5 separate regions of the Mus musculus genome follow, and all the other regions are linked to region 4. Evidence: chromatin contacts called from public HiChIP or PLAC-seq and promoter capture Hi-C data. All regions are on one chromosome and are shown on one strand. Each heading gives the region's core, a stretch centred on a gene start, on an enhancer-like site or on the middle of the called end of the contact. The rest is flanking DNA. Distances are from core to core; before and after follow the strand shown. Region 1 holds the start of Psmg1 (proteasome (prosome, macropain) assembly chaperone 1). Region 2 holds the start of Brwd1 (bromodomain and WD repeat domain containing 1). Region 3 holds the start of Donson (downstream neighbor of SON). Region 4 holds the start of Chaf1b (chromatin assembly factor 1, subunit B (p60)). Region 5 holds the start of Cryzl1 (crystallin, zeta (quinone reductase)-like 1).

The links. Promoter capture Hi-C pulls out the DNA fragments that hold promoters and counts their contacts. HiChIP or PLAC-seq counts read pairs in DNA pulled down with a chosen protein or histone mark.
Region 1: a promoter capture Hi-C map of erythroid cells shows a contact between it and region 4, with 15 times the contacts expected there. The contact joins the promoter of Psmg1 here to the promoter of Chaf1b in region 4. A contact is called at or near these places in 2 of 39 promoter capture datasets (erythroid cells and hippocampal neurons) and 1 of 115 datasets of contacts at active chromatin or transcription factors (astrocytes).
Region 2: a contact with region 4 is called in an H3K27ac HiChIP or PLAC-seq map of extraembryonic endoderm stem cells, with 11 times the contacts expected there. The contact joins the promoter of Brwd1 here to the promoter of Chaf1b in region 4. A contact is called at or near these places in 1 of 39 promoter capture datasets (hippocampal neurons) and 3 of 115 datasets of contacts at active chromatin or transcription factors (embryonic forebrain, extraembryonic endoderm stem cells and stem cell-derived neural progenitor cells).
Region 3: a promoter capture Hi-C map of neutrophils shows a contact between it and region 4, with 8 times the contacts expected there. The contact joins the promoter of Donson here to the promoter of Chaf1b in region 4. A contact is called at or near these places in 3 of 39 promoter capture datasets (the C10 cell line, hippocampal neurons and neutrophils), 1 of 484 Hi-C or Micro-C datasets (B cells), 3 of 115 datasets of contacts at active chromatin or transcription factors (astrocytes, bone marrow-derived macrophages and thymic regulatory T cells) and 1 of 9 other capture datasets (liver).
Region 5: a contact with region 4 is called in an H3K27ac HiChIP or PLAC-seq map of embryonic stem cells, with 5 times the contacts expected there. The contact joins the promoter of Cryzl1 here to the promoter of Chaf1b in region 4. A contact is called at or near these places in 1 of 39 promoter capture datasets (hippocampal neurons) and 2 of 115 datasets of contacts at active chromatin or transcription factors (astrocytes and embryonic stem cells).

Annotation. Positions count from the first base shown.
Region 1 is chr16:95,989,585-95,992,284 of GRCm38.p6, forward strand. It overlaps Psmg1 (proteasome (prosome, macropain) assembly chaperone 1), which reads right to left and starts at 1,376. Exons shown (of 7, transcript NM_019537.3): 1 at 1,170-1,376; 2 at 1-14. The coding sequence starts at 1,306. Brwd1 (bromodomain and WD repeat domain containing 1) reads right to left here. Exons shown (of 42, transcript NM_145125.3): 42 at 2,508-2,700.
Region 2 is chr16:96,081,008-96,083,729 of GRCm38.p6, forward strand. It overlaps Brwd1 (bromodomain and WD repeat domain containing 1), which reads right to left and starts at 1,421. Exons shown (of 42, transcript NM_145125.3): 1 at 1,247-1,421; 2 at 1,115-1,173; 3 at 971-1,000; 4 at 807-866. The coding sequence starts at 1,295.
Region 3 is chr16:91,687,420-91,690,119 of GRCm38.p6, forward strand. It overlaps Donson (downstream neighbor of SON), which reads right to left and starts at 1,309. Exons shown (of 10, transcript NM_021720.1): 1 at 988-1,309; 2 at 376-456. The coding sequence starts at 1,293. It overlaps Cryzl1 (crystallin, zeta (quinone reductase)-like 1), which reads right to left. Exons shown (of 13, transcript NM_133679.2): 13 at 1,903-2,496. The coding sequence ends at 2,397. It overlaps Gm10785 (predicted gene 10785), which reads left to right and starts at 1,479. Exons shown (of 6, transcript NR_040389.1): 1 at 1,479-1,861.
Region 4 is chr16:93,882,578-93,885,277 of GRCm38.p6, forward strand. It overlaps Chaf1b (chromatin assembly factor 1, subunit B (p60)), which reads left to right and starts at 1,324. Exons shown (of 14, transcript NM_028083.4): 1 at 1,324-1,398; 2 at 1,889-2,044. The coding sequence starts at 1,919.
Region 5 is chr16:91,727,354-91,730,053 of GRCm38.p6, forward strand. Cryzl1 (crystallin, zeta (quinone reductase)-like 1) reads right to left here and starts at 1,449. Exons shown (of 13, transcript NM_133679.2): 1 at 1,205-1,449. Itsn1 (intersectin 1 (SH3 domain protein 1A)) reads left to right here and starts at 2,018. Exons shown (of 39, transcript NM_010587.2): 1 at 2,018-2,246. Gm46543 (a long non-coding RNA gene) reads left to right here. Exons shown (of 3, transcript XR_001781880.2): 3 at 1,166-1,228.

The DNA.
Region 1 (2,700 bases), core at 126-2,625, 2.1 Mb after region 4:
GAAGCCGAACCTCCCTAACAGCAAGAGACAAAAGTGAACAAATATGACTGTGACCACCAGTTCACTGTAAGAGATGGTGATGGGCAGAATGACAGTCAGATTAAGAGATTAAGTGATAGGTGCTATATAGAGCTGGATGTATAAATAGATGGAAGACAGATGAGATCGATGGTAGACATGTTACTTATAGATATTTATATGGGTAGTAGAAAGGTGCTATATTTACATATACATGGATGGATAAATAGGTAGGTGATAGAAGACAGAGATGAGTGGATAGTTGGATGGATAGATGGTGTTAGATAAAATAATCAGTGTCCTTGGTGCCCTTGCAAATGGATAAAACACTTTCTTTTTATGAGTAAAACTACTAACAAACTTCATACTAGCCTGACACACACAATGCCAGCACCCACAAGCCAGACACAATGTAAAAAGACACTAAAAGCATCTCCAACACTCCAGCCCGCAAAATGCTGAATGTGACCAAGACTTCAAACAAACGTTCAAGCATTTAGCTGTGGCAAAAGTAAGCTAAGACTGACCATCAGACAAATCAGGGCTCTCGGGAAGAGTGTGAGAAGTGAGAGGGAGCTGTCAAATGAAACGAACTGCCAAAAGTGTCTGTCGTTGACACAATCACCGGGAAGTGTATTTTAAAAATCTAGGTGAATTTGACTGTGGACTGGTATGATACTGAAAACGTGTTATTAGCAAACGTGGGGTAGGGAAGGTGCTAAGTTGCCAACACAAACATGACGACCCAAGTTCTGATCCGAGAACCCGCCTAAAAGCTCAGAATGGAGGTACTGAAAAAATAGGAGAATCAACAAAGTTTAATTATGTGCATATTTTATGTGTGGGTTTGCTCTAGAGTACAAATAATTGAGACAGCATGCTTAGGAAGACGTGTGGGGAGTCCTAATCGGAAACTCGTAGGGGTGGTGGGAGAGGAAATGAATGTGGTAAAACCTTGACCAAGGAAGGGGCTGGCGTGACCTGACTTCTGTGTCTGAAAGTAGTTTTGAAAGAAATACGGCCGACATGCGGCGTGACCTAAAGTGCACGGTGGAGGGCGAGCATCGCTGGGCTGCCGACGTCCCAGCGTGAACGCAGGGCACCCTGCAGGCCGACACCGCCTGACGCTCGCAGCCTTCCGGGAGCCTGACCTCTTCCGCGCCAGCTGCCGCCGGACCTCCCGGTCCTCCGGCGTGTCCCGCCTGCTCTGCTCCTCCTCCTCTTCTTCCTCCTCAGTCCCAGCTCTGCACGGCGCCTTCACCACCTCGCCAAAGAACGTGGCAGCCATGGTCCCTCAGCTCCGCGCGGCCAGACAGCGCATGCGCGCCGGCCCGCAGTCACGCCCCCTCCAAGCCACGCCCCCACCCCGCCTCCGAGCGAGGATACGCCTTCCGTGGGGGGAGGGGGGAGAACCTAAGAGCTTCCGGTCCGCCGCGAGAAATGTCCCGCGGCGCGCTTCCGTCATCCTGTTAACCGGGGCACGCAGCGCCCGCTCCACACCCGGCGACCCTCCTGCAAGGACCCACCCGTGGAGGAAACCCAGAGCTGCGGGTGAAGCACAGACAGCTCCAGGGTTGATGACTGCAAGCGGATTCAGAGAACATGAGTGAGGCTGCAAGGCTAGGCTTTTTAAAACCTGGCCATATGTAACTCATAGACCGTGTTTTCTACTTTAATGACAGGAAGAATGTGTGTTTCTGGTTTGTGTGCTGGAAGACAAAGAGCTCCACCGAATGCTGCTCCCACGAGAAAAAGGGTAACTGGCACCTCAGTGGGAAATAAAAACACATTCTAGATTTGCTTGTGAGGAAATGGAGACTGCATTGCCCAGGGTAAAATGTTTGGGGATCAGAGGGTCCTTTAAAAATCAAAACTCTTGGAAAGTTGTTTAAAAATCTCTCACAATGTAGAAAAACGATGCTTCAAGTCTACTGGGAGGAAAAAGCATATCAATCTTAACATACATACTCACTGGTTAATAAAAAGCAGATGAATGCCGGGCAGTGGTGACACACACCTTTAATCCCAGCACCCGGGAGGCAGAGGCAGATGGATTTCTGAGTTCAAGGCCATCATGGTCTACAGAGGGAGCTCCAGGACATCCTTTGGCTACACAGAGAAACCCTGTCTAGAAAAACCAAAGAAATAAATAAAAAGCAGATGTATACCAACTAGAACACTTTGTGTGTAACTATAGCACACACACAAGATTCTCAGTGTGGTGTCTTTAAGACTCAGATTCCAGGGTTAGTAGAAGCGAGCTGAAGAGCAGATGTCCCTGGCTGTCTCTTTGCTGGTTTCTTAAGCGGATACTTTGCTGATAAAGATACTCGATTTGATTTCTCACTCACACATGAAAAAAGCACCAACAGAAATCTGAAGCGTGTTGGTAAATCATAGGGAAGTGGTGGCTTGTCGGCACACATTTGCAGGAGGGATTTTACTACAGTGTTACTCCATTCAGTCACAATAAAGAGACCAAACACTTTAAAGGGTAAATAAAAATATGTTCCAATTAAAGGCCAGAAAGGGATTCCATTATAAAAGGCTGGACAGGATCAGACAGCAAGATGTAACTTCAGATCTTCAATTCACACTGCCAAAATTCACAGGTCTTCATTAGACTGATATATTTTCATTTCATGGCATTTCTTGAGGATATAATTGCTCAATAAGTAATTC
Region 2 (2,722 bases), core at 171-2,670, 2.2 Mb after region 4:
CTAAGCAAGTAGGGAAAATAAGGCAAAGGAAAATAAATGTAATCCGCAAGTTACCACTCCTCGGAAATGTTAAGACAGGCACACACAACTGCTTCTGAGAGCTTAGTCCGAGCTCTCAGAAGCAGGAAATGAATTCAAGGCCAGCCTGGCCTACCCGAGTTCAAGGCAAGACAGTGGTACGTAATGACACCCTGTCTCAAAAAATAAATACACCGACTGACGGATGTCAACTTAAAGCCTGAACCGCTACATACAGCAAGATCAAGTGTGAGCCAACTTTCTAAAGGCAGTCAACACACAGTGCACGGGTCGGGGAAGCAGGGGTGCCGCACTGACATATTCACCACGGAGAACTCTGTGCGATCCTACAGAGGAAGGGAGTACAGTACAGGAAGGGGCCATTTCTCCACCTTGGGAGACTAAGGACTCTCTCTCTATTCCTGGGGAACAAGAGGTCTGAAAGTCTGGGCGGGGCAGAGAAAGGAGAGACCAATGAGAGCTCGAGTTACAAATCGGGAAGGGAGAGAGATGAGAGCGCCCCTCTCAGTGGCTGGCGGCCGCACCTGGAGCCCCAGCCCGGCCGCGAGCCAGGGGCGCCCCCGCCTGCGCCCGGCACCGCCCCCAAAACCATTTTCTGCCAAATCCCGCCCCCCACCCCGCCACCGCGAGCCCTCGGGGGTCGGGCCCGTCGCCCCGGGACGCCGGACCACCAGAGACCACCCCCGGGCGCGGCCCCGCGGCGCCCGCAGGGGAGCAGAGACCCGGCTGGGGGGCGCGGGCGCGCGGAGGACGCGGGAGCTGCTCACCAATTCCTCGTAGCTCCTGTTGTGCTCGTTGCCCTCCCAGTCCAACCTCTTCGGCAACAGCTGGAATGAGACACGAAAGGCGTCCGGGTGACCACCGCGGCCGGGAGGCCGGGCGGGACCGGGACGCGGGGGCGGGGACGGGGACGCGGGGGCGGCGGACCGACCTGGTACTGCTCCAGCTCCTGCACCAGCACCTGCGGCAGAGAAGACGCGCGGTCAGACCCCGTCAGCTGCCCCGCTCACCCCCGGTTCGTTCGCCCCCGGTTCGCTCGCTCGCCCGCCCGCCCGCTCGCCCAGCCGGCACTCACCTGCGCCGCTCGGCGACACGGGCCAGCTGAGAGGTAGCGGGCGATGAGAAAGTACAGCTCTGCGGGGAGAAGACAGGGACGGTCAGCGGCGGCTGCGCGACACCGGGCAGGGGACGCGCGGCCGTGTCTTACCCGACTCGATGAGAGGCACCGGACGTCGGGCCGGCGAAGGCTCCGCCATGGCGGGGCGCCGGGCGGGAGCGAGCGGACCAGCGAACAAGTGGAGCGCGTAGGCCGCGCCGAGGCCTGACCGGGCCGGCGTACCCCCAGCTCCTCAGGCGCGCGCCGCCGCCGCCATGCCGTGCGCGCCGCGCACCGACGCGTCCGCGGCAGGAAGTCGCGCGGGACCGAGGGGCGGGGAGCGAAGTAGTCCCCCCGCGGGGAGCCGGCGGCGTGGCACGACGCGGATGTGGCTCCTTGGCTGGGAGGCGGGCCTCGCCTCGGCGTCCTGTGCGTCGGGGGCGTGAAGCGCAAAAGGGGGCGGCGAGCCAGCCGGGGCTGCGTCCGCGGGGCGGGGGGTGGGGGGGCTGGGGCGCGCGTGGCCGGATTCCTGCGCGCGGTGAGGCGGCCGCCGGCCTTTGTGCGGCGGCGGAGGCGGTACGGCGAGCTGGAGTGGAGGGGGCGGGGCGGGGCAGGGCAGGGCGGAGCCTGGGAGGACGGTCACCTGGGCTGGGCCTGAAGACCCTGAGGCTGGGGAGGAGCTCTGCAGGAGGGTGGCTGAACCCAGAGCGGAGGCTGCGACACCACCTTACCCGCTGCCCTCCCGACCTCCCGCCGCCCCGCGTCCCGCGCCCCGCGATGGGTTAAAGATGCCCGGTACGGGTGACGGAATCTGGGAGTCCGCGATGACTTGACGGGAACTCAGAGGGCCCGTGGGAAACGGGCTGCGGCCACAAGTGTCAGTCGTTTTGTTGGAGGGGTGGAAGAGTTACAGAAAAATCCCCCTAATTACCGCTCTAGGCTCCTGACCCAACCGGATCTGTTTCACCACGTCCAGTGTGCGCTGACAAGCTCTGACGTAGAGTGCAGAACAGAACTAAACATGGCCATTGTTAGATTTATCGGGCAGCAGAGAGTCAGAAAAAGAGGCCTGACCTCAAACGACCTCGGCTCTTTATTCCCAAACACCAAAAGACAGTCGTCTTCCAACGGGAAAGCGAGCTCCTGTCGCGGGCTAGGGTGCGGCAAGGGAATTGTTTGTGTCTATAAAGAGTCTAGGGTGGTTCGGCTGTTTCTTTTCCTTAGGCTTAGGACATAGTGCTAGGGTGGCTCCGCATTCTTTTCTTAACCCCTGCGCCCCTGCGAAGGGCTGACCGAGCAAGGTCATTTGTAGGAGTCCTGTCTTGTGACCAAGGCGTTGTACCAGCTAGTCATTCTAGTGCCTGCGTGCGGAGGCAGAACGAGGTGTCCCAGTCGTGCCCGGGCAGTGAACCTTAGACTGGCTCCAACTATCAGGTGTATGATCCTAGGCAAATCACTTAACCTCTGTCTCAATTGGCCTTATCTGTAAATTGTAGCCAACAGTGCGGCTCCTTCCAGAGCTCAAGGATTTTATGAACTAATACGCATTTCCAGCCTCTGAGTTGACTTTCATTAATTACATGGAAA
Region 3 (2,700 bases), core at 59-2,558, 2.2 Mb before region 4:
CAGTGAGACAGCTCTAAGTGTACAGCATCATGTCCCATGTAATTCATGGAATTCCTGGGGATCCAGCCCTGAGGTCTTTGAACATTAGGCAAGCATTTTACAAACTGAGGTTCAGTCCCAGACTTTGAATTCATTCCTGGAACTCATTTTTTCAAGAGAAAAGCTTTTGAGAAGTATGTTTATTAGAATATACATTATATTCAGCCCTTTGAAAGTATTTCCTAGAGTGAGCCATTGAGATGGCTCAGAAGGTAGAGGCACTTGCTTCTGGCCTGCCTGACAACCTGAGTCCAATCCTTCTACTCACACAGTGGAGGGACTGGCCTCTACACACACAATTGTGGCACAAACTAGAAATGTAATTTTTAAAAGTACCTGGGACAGTTCCGTGCCAGTTCTTTCATGAGATGATGTGTCCTCCCACAGCAAGTTATTTTCTTCATTAGAATCTAGAAGCTGAGGTTAAGAAAAGAGTGGTCCTTTTAAAACCTAAGCGATGAGGGAATGTGAACTATGTAAGGGCTCACCTGGCACACCAGGTTCTCAGGAGAGTGAGTGGGAGCTCACATCCATACAGTACCATGTTTCATTGCAGATTTGTGCCTGAACTTATCTAAACGGGAGGAAAGGCCAGACTTTGACGCATTTAATAACTGATACAAAAATCTTAGACCAAAAGTTCCAAAAAAGCTTTATGAGTAAAACCAACATTTGTAAATTCTGACCCGATTTATCTTCAACAGTCCACAGTAATTTCAAGTGCCTGAGAAAAAGGTCTTGAAAGGATGGTGAGAAGGCAGATTCTGTGGCTTTCCATCACAGTTCGGAGGACTATTCGAGCCACCTTCCTGGGTATCCATCCCTAAGTCCTTCTTACAGGAGAGGGCAGCCACCCCCTCCCCCGCCCCAGCTCAGGACATCAGCCTGCGGCGGCTGTTCGCGCCCATTCCCACCCCTGACGCCCGGCTGCGGGACGCGGAGACTCACCGGGCCCGACGCCCCCTGAGGACCGCGGAGCGGCTCTTCGCTGGCCTCGTCCGAGACTCGCGGCCGGTTGTCCAGGCGAGCGAAAGGGTTCCTGCGGGCGATGGTCGCGGCGGCGCCTCCTCTGCCGCCGGCGGTCGGGAAGGGGCGCAAGGGCAGCCCAGCCGCCAGCGCGGCGCGGCGGGGCGCGGGCTCCGGCAGTGAGGCGGGCACGGCGGCACCATGGTCCCGAGACCTTTTCCGGCGGAGCCGCACGGTCTCAGGCGGCCTCTTGAAGCTAGGCGAGTAGCCGGGCACCGAGACAGCCATTGCGCAGCACCGAGGCAGCTCCGCAGCCCTGCCGGGGCTTCCCGCGCGCCCCGGCCCCGCCCAGACCCCGCGCTGCTCACGGACTGGAGGCTCCTGAGGCCCCGCCCCGCCACGGGCCCGCCCCGACGGAGCATGCGTGCCAGGCCGTGCCGCCCCGCCCAACAGATTTCCCGGTGGCCGCTTCCGGCCGGGCGCGCGCAGCTCGCGGCTCTCCTGCTGCGAGGTCGGCGTCGCTGAGAACGCGACGGCGGCGCGCGGCACCCGGTAGGGCTCGGAAAAGGGATTAACAGTACCAACTCGGCAGCGGGCGTAGTGTCAGCCCCGGGTACGGAGCATGAATGCACAGCAAACAACACATTGATTGGTGGTGATGGGCAGTTACTTCTCTCCGTGAGAAGCCGCAATATCATTCTGAGAGAGACGGTGATGGGCCGAGCTCAACACAGTACCCACGAGGGGGAAATGTCCGCCAGCTTCAGGCTAGCCGCAGGCCAACTCTTCCACCCTTGTCCCCAGTGCCCGACCACCGCAGCCCTCTATGCAAATGCCGTCACTACTACAGGACCAGGTACTATGATTCCGTATGATCTCGGAGAAATTCAGAGTGAATGAATATTTAAAAACATTTTAAATGCCAGTGGATTAGATACTTTGAAGTCGGAAAGTACAAATGCTAAAATAATGGCATCAACGGTTTGTTAAGGAAGGTGTTGAGAATGAAGTTGATAACAAAATCAAATGACGTTTGGTATAGCAAAAGCATGTGACAGATGTATTTGCTAGAATAGTGTAGCTTTTGCTGAAAGCAGTTTTCTTAATGGAAAGAATTTTATAGCAGAGGCAAAGTGTACAGATACAATAACTAAAAGAAGCTTTTGGAATGTCCCCTTCAGATGGTAAAAAAATTATCTGGATTGTTTGCACATTAATTTTGGAAGTATTTTTCAAATATGTCAAATAACCAAACATCTTACTGTGGCAGGAAAACAGGCTTAAAAATATAAAATCTTGCTTTATCGTCCTTGGTTTTTCTCAACAATTTCCAAAGAAAACTGGCTTCCCCCACTGGTGTGGGTGCATCCGACTGAGATCAGGGAAGAGAATTAAAATTGAACGACTTGCTTTTTTCTTTCTTGATTTTTCTGAACAACTTCCATGGAAACCTTTGCCTCATACAGTGGGATGGGCTCATCGAGCAGAGGCCTGAGGAGGGAAATGATTCGAGATGTCAGGCACAGGCACAGAGGAGCACAGCACGCAGGATGCAGTAGACCACACATTTGCTTATTTTCCTTTATCTAACACAAGCAGCTCGAGCCTTTAATCCCAGCACTGGCGAGGCAGAGGCAGGTGAACCTCTGCAAGTTGCTGGTCAGCCAGCCTGAGCTAGATAGCTATCTTAAAAAG
Region 4 (2,700 bases), core at 74-2,573:
CATATGTGTGCCTGGTGCTTTTGGAGGTCAGAAAAGGGTGTTGGGTTAACTGGAACTGTGTCATGATCCACCATGTGGGTTCTGGAAACTGAACCCAGGGCCTTGACCAAAGCAGCCAGTGCTCTTACATGCTGAGTCCTCTCCAGCTCTTGAGATCATTTCTTTATAAAAACCCAACTTTCGCCGGGCAGTGGTGGTGTATGGCTTTAATCTCAACACTTGAGAGGCAGAGACAGGTGAATTTCTGAGTTCGAGGCCAGCCTGGTCTACAGAATGAGTTTCAGGACAGCCAGGGCTGTACAGAGAAACCCTGTCTTGGAAAAAAAAAAAAACAAAAACAAAAACAAAAACAAAAAAAACCTTAACTTTCATATGCTGGCCTGTAAGAAGTCAAAACCATAGGAGACAAGAATCTTTAAAAAATATGTGACATTATTGAGAAGGTCATGGTGGATAAATTAACCATTACATAATTGGAATGGAAGTTCCTACACATTCATGAGGCTGGCCTCAATCTTGCTGTGTAGTTAAGGTTGACCTTGAACTCCTGATCATCTTCCCATTTCCACCTTCAGAGTGTTGGGATTACCATCATAACAACCATTCTAGGCGTCTGTCACATCGCTAAGAGAGGGCGAAGGCATTGCTGTTTTATTGACATTTTGAAACTCCAGAGCCATTTTGAGATATTTGGTGGGGCAGGACAGCTCTCAAATATCCACTGCCTGGGACACTCTTATTTGGTTATATTAGATGAGTCCCAAAGTTTCCCATCTGCCCTATAAGAAATGTTATATATTTTTTGTTTAGTCTTTAGTTCAGGCTGGCCTGGAACTCTCTGTAGCTGAGGATAACCTTCCTCTTAGGGTCCTCTGGAGTGCTGAGATCACCGGCAGGGGCTGGTGACAGAACCGCTGCTGTTGGCTAAGCGTGCAATCAGCTGCCTGCGTCTCTAGTCCCGCTTTTCTTTCTAGACCGTAAATTCCAGGCGGGAAGATCTGTCCGATGAGCATGTGACACTGACGCGTGGTAGGTAGGACGTCTTGCATCTCGGGTTAGCACGTCAAAGCTGGACGAGCCTGGACTCCTCCGAGGCGCGGGAATGGGATTCCCAGTCCCGCCCAACAGGAGCCACGAGCCGCGACAGCCCCGCCCACGAGAAAGAAAAGAGCCCAGAGCTCCGCCCACCGGAAGCCAAGGTGCCGGGAGATTGCTGGCCACTGGGAGGAGGGATGCCCTGGACCCTCCCATTCAGAGACTTTGTCTTGTGACAGCCCCGCCCACGCGGAGGCGGGACGCCCCGGAACTCCGCCCCGAGGAGGCGTGACCGGAGGCGTGGCCTGCGGCGCGCGGGAAGCTGCGGGCTGTGGCGGCCCCGGGTGGACCGAGTTACTGCAGGTAGGTTTGCTGATACCCGGCTTCCGCGCTTCTGACCTGGGTTGGGCTGCAGCTCCTCACCGGGGCCGTGAGTTCTGATCTCAGCGCGGGCGCAGGCAGAAGGCAGTTCGTCCCAGACCACAGTCCCCACCGGGACCGGGACTCGCGCGCCTTCCGCCAGGCCGGGTTGGGCCGCCCGGACCCGCGCCCCTCCCCGTGAACTCCCTCCCTTGCTGCTCCCCGGGATGATAGCCAGTACTCCGGTACCGGTCTCTGGGACCCCACCTCAACACGATGCTCTGTGCTGCCCGTCCTCGCCTCCGTCTGGGGTGTTTGGTTTCTTTCTCTTCCGGAACCGTACACTGGTGGAAGTCTCTCTACCTGCGGGAGCATTTTAGCTGAAGATTGCAGGTGTCTGAGCCGTCGGCGTCGCTAATGGCTTCTGTGCTCTTTCCCCGGCTCGCCCTTCATGTTCCAGGGTCGCTGTTTAACTCTTTGCTAACGTTTCCAGCCTCCCTTTGCCTGGCGGAAACTCTGGAGGATGAAAGTGATCACGTGTGAAATCGCCTGGCACAACAAGGAGCCAGTGTACAGCCTGGACTTCCAGCATGGGGCAACCTGGAAGATCCACAGGCTGGCATCCGCGGGGGTGGACACCGCCGTCAGGGTAAATGGACAGGCGGGAGGATACGGGGAGGTTCTACGCGGAGCTCACGTTTTCATTCCTTTGTTTAAAACTGAAGGCAGCAACTCAAGTCGGGTTGCCACCTAGTCCAGTGTACTAAGTTCTGAGGCCTGGGGAAAGCAAGGAATGCTGAGAAGATTAGCTTTCTTAACATTTGCTACATTGTTTTTGTTTGTTTTGTTTGTTGTTTCAAGACAGGGTTTCTCTGTGTAGCCCTGGCTGTCCTAGAACTCTGTAGACCAGGCTGACCTCGAACCCTCTGACTCCCAAGTGCTGGGAATAAAGGCGTGGGCCACCACGGCCCGGCTATTTGCTACATTGTTACAAGTGGGTTCTCAGTATTTTAGAATACTAAACTAGGAAGAGCTCTGTGGTGCCAGGCATGTATCCCCAATACCCATACGGTACAGATCTGAAGTTTGAGATTCTCAACAGTAGTGAGTTTGAGTCCAGCCTGGGCTAGGTGAGACCTTGTCTCAAAATAGTAATACTGAGCCTAGCTCCTGTGCTCTGTGCTTTGCCCATTTGCTCTAAAGAACTGGAAGAGGGGAATAGCAGGTAAGGGGACTGATGGTGTGCATTTCTGCTAATACTTCCTTTGATTTACAAAGTTTCAAAAAAGAAATTGCATTTTCTGC
Region 5 (2,700 bases), core at 199-2,698, 2.2 Mb before region 4:
ACATTGCAGTGGCTGATGCCTAAGATTTACAACTCCCAAGAGACAGGACCCCGCAATAGGACGCAGGCTGCTGCAAGGACTGAGTGAGTATAGTACACAGCGCACACATTACGGAAGTTGGCTTTTTAATAAATATTACTTTCCCTGGTATTCTTGTAAGCTCAGTATCGTATTGTGAAAGTAGTTCTGAACCCATGTACTGAAGCAGCAAAGGGATGTCGCTGGCAATCACATGACTAACACTGCTGAGTTTGTGCAATGGTCTCTTGCATCATCTGGATTCGGAGAGCGGCGAATAGCCACAGGTGGCTACTCCGCACGTGAGTGGCGTGCCCTTAGGATGAGGGTACGAGGGTATGCTGCGAGGGTAAAACGCACAACAGATACACTGTCTCATTTAAATATCTGATTTCTTTAAAGGTTGAAATAATATTTGGATAAGCTGGTTTAAGAGAAACGTAAAATTAATTTCACGTGGTCTCTTCACTGTCCAAATGTGGCTCCCAGGAAATCTAAAAGCGTCTGGGTGCCTAGAACATCTGTCCTGGACAGGCAATGCAAAACTCAGCTACTGTGGACTGGCTATACTTGGCAGTTTGTTTAAAATGCCATATATAGATATATATATATAATTTTTAAAAAGCAAATGCAGACCACCAGGCCCAAATCCAGAATCAGTATCTGCACCTCCTCACGACCCTGGGATAATTCTTTAGTATGGCTCAAGTATGGCCGGCTCAATGAAGCAGGCAATTCCTGACCCAAGGCCCCATTACTGCGAACACCCACCCTTGTTTGCTTTAGGAAACCGCTTACTGGAAATGCAAAGAGAAGGATAAGAAGGGTGACAAGGGAAGTAGTAATAGAGACAGCATCAGAAACAGTGATAGGGAGAAGCTGGGGGCGGGGAGGACTCAACCCAGGAGAAAGGCAGTTCTAGACCTTTGCCTCCATAAACGCGGAGGAAGAAGCAAAGATCAGTCTACAATCAAAACCTAGCCAGGGTCAGGAACTGTCCGTCAAATCTAGTATTACCCGCCCCTCGGCGGCCTCGGCCAAGCTAGGCCTGAGCCAGGGCATCTCTGAGGTCGGCGTGTGATGCGAAGTACCAGTCTCCCCAGGGTTAGACAGCTCCTTCAGGCGTTTCTCCATTTTTCGCCCAAAGTCCCATTTCAGAGACACACATCGTTCTTCCCTGGCTCACCTGGCTCGGAGCAACCTCAACCGCCAGCGCCTTCGCCGCCGCCACCTTCCCAGTCCTTCTGCAGAGAGCCCGCCTTCTTGGGTCCAAACAGTACTGCCATTGGTCAGACTGCCCGTCACTACCGCAGGATGACCGATCTGGGGGAGGCTGTGACGAACGCCATGGCAACTGAACCCGGAACTACATCTCCCAGCATGCTGCTTCCCGTAGAGAGACGAGTCGCCGCCCCAGGGACCACCAATAAATGGGAGAAGTTGGGCGTTGCCAAGATGGGTTCCGTTTTATGCAAATTAGAGTAAAAGGCCACACCCTTCCTCATTCCAACCGTAACCCCTACCATCTTTCTTCAGTCTTTGTGTCTTTCGCCTTTCGTGCCCACGCTCTTTCTGCAAAACCTTCAATTTAGTTGAATGTATCCTAGCTACTGTCGCGCATAGAAAAGAGCAAAGCGCCAAATCGTGAAACAAAATCTCCGCACGCATAGAGCAGAAACCTCTAGTTACGCCTTCAAGGGACGAGACAAGGATGGGAGGGGAAAAAAGTGTGTGTGTGTGGGGGGGTGCTATCCAAACTACTTCATTGGTGTATCTCGTTGTCACTCTGTACACCTCTATTTCCTTTGGCTCCTTTCTTCTTTTTTGCCCACCTAGTGGGCGGAGTCATAGGAGAGAGCGAAGGCGTGGTCTCCGCCGTCCGATTGGCAGGCGGTTATCCCCGCCCATCTATGGGTGGGGCGGAGGGCAGGCTGTGGGCGGAGGGGCGGCGGCGGAGGGAGATGAGGAGTTAGGCGGGAGTGAGGGAGCGAAGGAGCGAAGGAGGGCGAGAGGAGTGGAGCGGCGCGGGGAGGGCGCGCAGCTTGGTTGCTCCGTAGTACGGCGGCTCGCAAGGGAGCATCCCGAGCGGGCTCCGGGACGGCCGGGAGGCAGGCAGGCGGGCGGGCGGGGATGGTGTGCGCGGCTGCGGACTCGGCGTTCCTCCGCGCGGCGTGCGGGCTGCACTGATTTGTGTGAGGGGCGGCCGCGCGCACCCGCCCGGAGATGAGGTGAGGAGCTGACGCGGGCGGCCTGGCGCGCGGGCGGGGGTCGGCGATGGCCGCCCCGGGGTCGGGTCCAGCGGCCGGGCGCGCGTCCCTGCGGCCGCCGTCGCCGCTCCGCCCGGTCTTTCTCATCCTCCCCGGGGGCAGCGGGGCGGGCGGGCCGCGGCGGTGGCGGCCGCGGGACGGGTTCGGGCTGAATGGGCGTCCGCAGCCACGGCCGGCGCTCCCGTGGGGGGCATCGCGGCGGGCGGTCCTTCCACCGCTGACCCCTCTGCCCTCGGCCGCCGGAGGGTGGCGGGCCGACCCGGCCTCCCGGGGATCCCGAGCTCGCGGGAGCCGCATCGCGCCGCCCGCGGGTGCCCCCGGCCTCGAGTCCCCGGCTCATCCTTTTTCTCTAGCGCCTGCTTGGAATACCCTGTCAAGTGAAGGGCGGTCAATGCCGTTTGGGCCGAAGTGGTGC